Regions from separate parts of the Athene noctua genome. Here region 2 is linked to region 1. The links are chromatin contacts, called in public Hi-C maps. All regions are on one chromosome and are shown on one strand. The core of a region is the stretch at or near the end of the contact, and the rest is flanking DNA. Distances in the headings are between cores, read along the strand shown.

Evidence for each region. A called contact is a pair of places that touch in the nucleus more often than the background predicts.
Region 2: a contact with region 1 is called in a Hi-C map of liver, with 5 times the contacts expected there. The contact joins the promoter of XPR1 here to the promoter of IER5 in region 1. A contact is called at or near these places in 2 of 2 Hi-C or Micro-C datasets (heart and liver).

The regions. Positions count from the first base shown.
Region 1 is chr5:31,041,423-31,045,218 of bAthNoc1.hap1.1, forward strand. It overlaps IER5 (immediate early response 5), which reads right to left and starts at 2,093. Exons shown (of 1, transcript XM_074908276.1): 1 at 543-2,093. The coding sequence starts at 1,983. The coding sequence ends at 1,222.
Region 2 is chr5:31,190,932-31,194,795 of bAthNoc1.hap1.1, forward strand. XPR1 (xenotropic and polytropic retrovirus receptor 1) reads right to left here and starts at 1,894. Exons shown (of 14, transcript XM_074906935.1): 1 at 1,588-1,894. The coding sequence starts at 1,656.

The DNA of each region.
Region 1 (3,796 bases), core at 843-3,342:
CAAACAGCAAAGAGGAGGCACTGACAATTCTCTCTGGCAGAGCAGCTGGTGGCAGCGAGCAGAGGCCGTGCTGGGGCAGGATCCCCTCAAGCACCCCCAGCCCAAACCCTTGGGCCAGCAAAGCCAGAGGCCAGCTCTTGCTCGGCCGTGCCGCAGGGCCCGACCTGCGCCCAGCTGCTCTTCTGGGATTTAGCAACCGCTCTCCACCCGCCCCCAGAGTGACTCTGCACATTAGGTAGTTTCTGAGTAAGACCTCAAATGCGGCGGCAGCTCCGGGCCCGGGAGGAGCCTGCAGCCGGCCGAGCAGCAGCAGCACCTGGAAGGGCCTGGCAAGGGCTCCAGTGGCCCCGACACAAGTTCCTATTCTTCCCCAGCTCCCAGAGAAGCTGGACTCCAACCCACCCCACAGCCTCTGGCGAGGCAGGGTGGATCCAGCCACAGACATGCAGCAACCACACCCTGGCTGCTGCCTGCCCGGCTCCCCGCGGCCCTCCTCCTCCTCCCCCCGAGCCAAGAGGGGGCACAAATAGGGACTAGGCTCATACAGTTGAAAATATTTAATACGTGTTGTACACGTAGAATTACATTTTATACAAAACAAGATACATCACCGAAGGAAAACACTGTACAAAAATCCCTACGGGAGCCCCAAGCCTTTATACAACAAAGACCGGGAGTTACCAAGCCTAACAAAAAGGCTCGAGGACTTTCCGTCAGAGCATCTGTAAACTTCGTTTCTCTGCATAAACACTTTTAAAAAGCACCATGTAATAGTTCTGACCTAAACCTTTCCAAAATAGACTTTATTTAATAAACTTAATACTTTCCAAGCTTAAAATATCACCCGGTGGGAGGGCCCCTGCTGTCGACGGCAGCTGGGGAGCTTCCCCCGGGCGGCGGCCCGGCCGGGCAGGGGAATTCCGGGAGGGCCGGGCCGGGGGCGCTCCCTGGGCGGGTGCCGGCAGACGGGACCCGCGGCGCCGCTGGCGGGCGGGGAAGGGGGAAGTGCTGCCGCTGCCCCGCGGTCCTTCCCGTACGGGGGGGGCAGGGCGCCGGGACTCGCCGGAGCCCCGCGGCGCTGCCCGCGCCCGCCCTTCCTCCGCCGGGCCGGGGGTGCGGGAGGAGCTAGGGGGTGGTGGGTCACCTCTCGGTCCGGCCGCCCGTCTGTCCGCCGGGCCCCCCCCTCCCCTCGGCGAAGGGCGAGTCTCCGCGGTCGGCGCGTCAGAAGGCCACGATGGCCGTGCTCCAGGGGTTGAGGGTCCGCAGCACCGGCTCGTCGCAACAGATCTGTCCCGGCTCGGCCGCCGCCTCGGCGGGCGTCGCCGCCGCCAGCCCGTCGTTCTCAAGGGGCGGCGGTCGCCGGCCCTTGGGCTCCTTGGTGAGCAGTCCCGAGAAGCTGGAGCCGAAGATGCTGATGAGGCTGGCCACGTTGCCGGTCTCCATGTCCTCCTGCTCGCCCGGCGACGCGGGCGGCGGCTCCTCCACCTCGCGGCGGGGCTTCTTCACCGGGGAACCCGCCTGGCCCCGCTCACCGGCGCTCCGCTTCCGAGGGCCGTGGGGCGGCGGGGGCGTCGCGGTCCCCGCGACGGCGGGGGCGCAGTCCGGGCGGTTCGCCTCCCCGCCCGCCGCCGCGCAACAGCAGCAGCTGCAGCCGCAGGAACAGCGCCGCGGCCGGGGACCCTCGCAGTCCGCGCCGGGCAGCCGCGGGCCGCCCCTTGCCGCCTCGGCCTGCGGGGGCGGCGGGTCGCCGGCCGCCCAGGTGGCGGCGCAAGGCGGCGGCTCCTCCTCGGGGGGCCCGCAGGCGGCGGGGGGCGGCTCGGGCGGGCAGCCCGGCTCGCTCAGGTAGACCTGCCGGGCGCTGCGCAGCACCAGCGACACCAGGAGGTTCTTGTGGAGCTTGAGGCCGCCGCGCTGGCCCCGAGCGCTGTAGATCTTGCCCAGCGAGATGCTGACGATGCGGTGCGCCTCCAGCTTGAACTCCATGGGGGACGGCGGCGAGGGGGACGCAGGGCCGTGAGGAGCGGGGCCGCAAGGGGGGGGGAGGGGGGCGTGCCGCGCCTTCCGCCCGCGCCCTGCGCGCCTCGCCGCTCCTTCGCGCGGCCGACTGAGGGGAGCCCACGCGCCCGGCCGCATTTTATAGCGCACCCGCCCCGGCCAATCAGGGCGCCCCGCCGGCCGCTCCAACCGCCGGCTGGCCCTCGCGCGCCCGCGCCGGCCAATGGCGAGGCAGAGAAGCGGGTTCGAAAGCTCGCCCCGCGGAGAGGGCTCTTAAAGCGGCAACGCCAGAGCCCGGATCGTGGTGGGGCCCTCCCGGGGGCACCCCTCGTTCTGCGGCACCCTAGCTTCACTGCACCCCACATTGGCTTGATCAGACCGACAGGCAGCAGTGGAAATTTTGGCCGAAACGACTGAAACATTTCAGGGGGGTGAAAAACAACCCCAAACAACCCAAATCAAGAGCAACCCCTGGTGAAAAAAGAAAACAACCAAACCCAAACCAAGAGCATCCCCTGTTTTGTGCAGGTTAGAAACGTTTCCCCAAATTTCAGCACCGGTCTCTGACATCCTGTCCTGTAAGAGAAGGAAATGATGTTGGTCTTGGCTAGAAGGGGAGGTACACCTTTTAGTATTTCAAGGAAAATCTGCCCCCATGTCGAACAGAAAGACAGGGGTCCTGCAGTGAAGCTCACAGAAAGCCCAGGACAGAAGAGGAAGATCCACAACACGGGCAGGAAGGGCTACAAGAGAGGATGGGGGAGGACAACAGGCCACCAGTATCTCCAGGGGTGATGGGGCCAGCAGCAGCCTGGAGCACTTTGGGAATCCGCTCTGCTGTAGCTGTGCAACCAGGTGGCAGGGCCAGCCTGGTGGCTGGTGGCCGCAGGGGACAACTCACCCCCCCAGACACAGTTCCAGGCGCCTGGGAAGCCTCTGAGAAAGTTCAGGGGGTGTTTCAGGGCTTGGAGTGTGGACTCTTCTTCTTCCACTGAGCAGCAACCACTGTCTGCAAGGAGGGAAGAAGTGAAAGGGCCCAAAATTAAGGAAGTTCAACATGCCGCCCCAGAGTATCAGTTTCCGTTCCCAGCTGACACATGACAACTTGCTTCCATCTCTTTTTTTCCAAGTGATTTGTCCACCAAAACAAGAGCTGCAGACTGTCGTGATGCTTTATTGGCAGGATCTGCCACCACATCCTGGCTGGCTGTAAAGACAAGGGGGCTGCTGGTCACAGTGGTAACAAAAAACAGGTGAAGATTCAGCCACATCAAGACACAGTTGACATAGCAAGAGCCTTCCCTCAAAGAAACCCCACACTTGGACCAAATACATGTTTTCCGTCTGCTTGAACGCAGCTGGAAAACCTCAAATGCCTCTCTCTGGATATTGAACATGACAGTATGTCAACCTGGGAGTTGACATCTCAAAATGTCCACCTCCTCTTGCACAAACCTGCCACACTCAGTCTTGAACAACTAGACTGGAGCACACTCAACTGCACAGCCAAAACACTGGCCAAAACAGCCAGTCTCAGCTTTCCCCCTACCCATGACAGGACAAGCCTCTCCTGGCTGCAGAGAGCAGAGCTGTCCCCCCACGCCTGGCGTGGGAGGCTGGAGGGACGTGAGCCCTGGTGATGGGAACCAAGGGTTTCCAGACCCGCTGAACCTGCTCCCCATGCCTTGAAGGGCCGACAACACCCTGGCCTAAGCCCTCAGGTCAGTCTAACCAGCCCAGGCAGGTCTGGGCTTGGATATTTGGGACTGCAGTCATGCCTGCTGGCCCAAAGCCAGCACAT
Region 2 (3,864 bases), core at 644-3,143, 150 kb after region 1:
CTGTTTCCAGAAACAGAAAACAACTCTTGCACAGATAACCCATCAGAGACATGACACAGAACTAAGCTGGTACTTTATCAAGACAATGGATTTCCTCCTTCTAAAAGACTGATGCATTATTTGGTCATCTAGTTTACAAACTCAAGAAGATCACAGTTTTGTTCTAAAGCCCAACCCAACTGCAGTTTTTATTTAAACAACCATTCCTTTGCAGTCAGGTAAAGGAAAACAAAGGAATGGTCAAAAAGGCAGATATAAACTTTTCAAATTCAACATTATAACAAAACCAGCTATGATAAATGTGATTTTCCTTGCAAATGCAGACAGGTTAACAGGGATACTAGAAATAAATTGCTATTATAGTGCTAGAGAGAAAACACAGGCCTTCAAATGGTAACAAATATTGTATGGTTTTGACTGACTCAATCAGTCAAGAAGTTTTGCTGACCATGGCTCTCCTATAATCAGCTTTCCATTGTTTAGGTTTAATTATACTTGTGGAAAAGACTGACATCACTGGCAAGAACCACTTCTACAGCTAATGCTGAACTAGGAAACGGTTTTACTACAAATAACCACCTTGAGCTTTATCTAGTTAAACTGAAGACAAGCATCACTATGATAAATCTGAAACTAAGCAATCAGTGAGACCTTTTGAAAGCTGGCACAAGACTGAAAAGCTATATTCTGCAAGTATTTCGTGATTAATGCGGCAGAACTTTGTGCAAACAGTGTTTACAAATGTCAAGATTCAAGAGGTTCACCTGAAATCAAGTATGAAATAGCGAGATGCAAAGCCTCGCTAGCCTTATTTCAAAAAAAAAAAAAAAAAAAAAGGCAATCGATGCCGGGTTCACTGCCCTGTGTTGAGTCACTCCGGTAAGCTGTCAGCGTTCCCAAAGGCGGCTGTGGCCTTTCACGCTTGCAGGGGGTGAAGGCTCGGCCTCCGGCTAGAAGGTGGTGGGTGCTGCCCAGGCAGCTCGCCCGCCGGGCTCGCCCTCGGGAGCCGCAGACGGAGGCTGAGAGCCGCCTCTCAAAGTCACCCCTCCTCTGCCCGCCTGTGCGGAGAACTGGCGGTGGTGCTGAAAGACGCCTGCTCCCGGCAGCGGGGCTGCGGCCGGGCCGGGCCCAGGGATGCCCGGGAGCTGGGCACCGCACAGCCCCCGGCTGCGCTCCCGCCGCCTCCCCATCTCTCCTGACCTTTGTCCCACACCGAAAGGTTACAGGCAACAATTCATTAATTAACCGGCCGCCCAGCGCTTTGACTCCGAGCGGTCCCCCAGCTTCGGGGGGTGGCCAGAGCCGTGCCCTCTCTCCCCGCCATGGAGGAACACCGCTTTCACACCGTCCTCTCGCCGAGAAAACAAGCGGGAAGCCGCCGGCCGCCAGACACCGCCGCCGGGCAGGGGAGCCGCCTCGCCGCCCCCCCGCCCTCTTCGCGCCGCCAGCGGCCGGTTTGCGGCGCAGGACACCCCTGCCGCTCGAGCACCGACCGTCCTGCCCGAGGGGACACGGGGGACCAGGGCCGGCTTCACCCCACGCCCAGCCCCGCCGGGTGAGCGGGCCGAGGCGGCGGCGCGGCCCTACCTCATACTGGATGTACTGCTTCCGCCACTCGGGGGTGATGTGCGCCGCGAGGTGCTCGGCGAACTTCATCCTGCCGCCGCCGGGCCGGGGCCGGGGCCGGGGCCGCGCTCGCTCTGCGCCCGCGGAGCCGCCTCAGCGGCGCCTGGCTGCGAAGGGGCCGCCGCCGCCGCCGGTAGTGGGGGGCGGGGGGGGGCCGCCGCCACCACACATGGGCCCCCGCCCGCCCAGCCCCGCCACTCCTCAGCCCGCCTCGGGCCTCCTCAGCGCCGCCCCGCCGCCGCCGCCGCCGCCTCCTCCGCCGCCGCCGCCATCTTCCCCGTCCCGCCGCCCCGCCGCCACCTCCCAGCCGTCAGCCGGCCCGACAGCCAACCGGCCGCCGGCAAGGCGCCATCGCCACGGCAACCGCCGCCGCCGCCCACCGCCGCGCGGGGCGGGGCGGGGCCCGGCGGGCAGGGGCGGGGCTCAGGGCGGGCGGCCCCGCCCCTGCCGCCGGGAGCGCGGGGGGGCGCGAGGGCCGCGGGGCTCCCCCAGCGGGGGGCGCCCCGCCTCCTTTTACTCTTTCAGCTCCTTCTGGGGGTCTGTCCGGGCCCAAACGTGCCGCCTTCGTCCTTCAGGATCTGCCGCCCAGCCCCTGCATAAGCGACGGCGGCTCTGGGACAGCCCCAGTTTGATTCCTGAACTCTGGTGCTGGCTGGGATGGGGATGGGAATGGGAATGGGAGTGGGAATGGGATGAGAATGGGATGGGAATAGAATGAGGATGGGGATGCGATTGGATAGGATGGCAATGGGAATAGGAATGGGATGGGGAGAGGATGGGGATGGCAGTGGTGATGGGATGGGAATGGGAATAGGGACGGAGATGGGATGGGATTGGTATGGGGAAGGAGATGGGATGGGGATGGGAATGGGGATGTGATGGGGGTAGGAATGGGATGGGAATGGGGATGGAAATGGGATTGGATGGGTCAGGGATGGGGATAGGATAGGGTGGGATGGGATGGGGATGGGAATGGGGATAGGGAGGGGAATGGGATGGGATGGGGTGGGATTTGATGGGCAGCGGATGGGGATGGGAATGGGAATGGGGATAGGGAGAGGATGGAATGGGATTGGGGTGGGGAGAAGTGTGGCAGGGAGAGCAGTGTGCATGGGGGAAGAGGTGAGGAGGTGGGGAGATGTGAGCCAGGGAAAAGAGAGAAAGTGAGAATGGAGATGGGAGGGAAGAGTAGGAGAAAACGCAAGATGAGTAAGAATTGATGGAGGAGGGAAATTACGCTGACAGGCCACAAAAAGCCAGGGGGAAGGAAAAGAAAGAGAATACAGCGCAAAGGAAAAGGAGGTGGGAAAGAGAAAGGAAAAAAAACAAACGGAAAATTCTCCAAAAGTTGCCTGATCACAAATGCCTTTGCTCTTGCACCGCTTGTCACGCTTACCAGCAGGGTGCCATGCATACTGCTGCGGGGCAAGGGGGAGCTGGGAAACCCAGGGCAGGTGTAAGAGCAAGCCCCCCTGCGCAGGGGCATGGGTGCCCCAAAATACAGACACTCCTGGGAACTGAAGGGTTGGGTACCCGCTGCCTTATAGCATGAGAGACCAAATGGAGCCGTGCGGAGCTCCAGGGGCTGCAGCCCTCTGTTATCCCCGGGTATCCCAGTGACCCTAATCTTGCCCCTCCCCAGTTCCCAGATTTTGGGAATTTGCTGTGTTTGGGATTAATTTGGGTTTTCCTTCAAGCCTCCCAACCTCCAGCACAAAACTTCAGATGTAGTTTTCAGCTTTTTCCTGTACCCACACCAGGGCCAACCGCATCCCAACTGCCAGCCCCTCGGCGCAGCGCCGTTCCTGCCCACTGCCATAGGCAGCTGCCCGGAGCATCACTCCTACCGACGTCTGCAGGAGCAGAGCTTGTTTGCTGTGGGTGATTTATTGGGGTCCTGTCGCAGGCCCAGGGACCCCTGATTTGCGAGCACTCTTGCTCGCGCTGAGATTTACCCGGTAGCGACAGCGACGCATGCAGCAGTGATGCTCACTGATACCATCTCTTAATTATGTTTGCAGAAAACCATTTAATGAATAGAGCTTTAATGCCCTTCATCTGAAACTTCACACTCAGCAACCTGCTCGGCGCTGACCTCAGTGCGAGCTAACCGCTATGTCACAGCTTGACTTACATTTAGCAGGTCACCAGCTTTTTAATGCATTACCTTTGCAGGCTCGTTCCAGATAAAATCACTCAGGGTCTGAGCCTGCTCCCACCACGATCAGTGGCACTGAC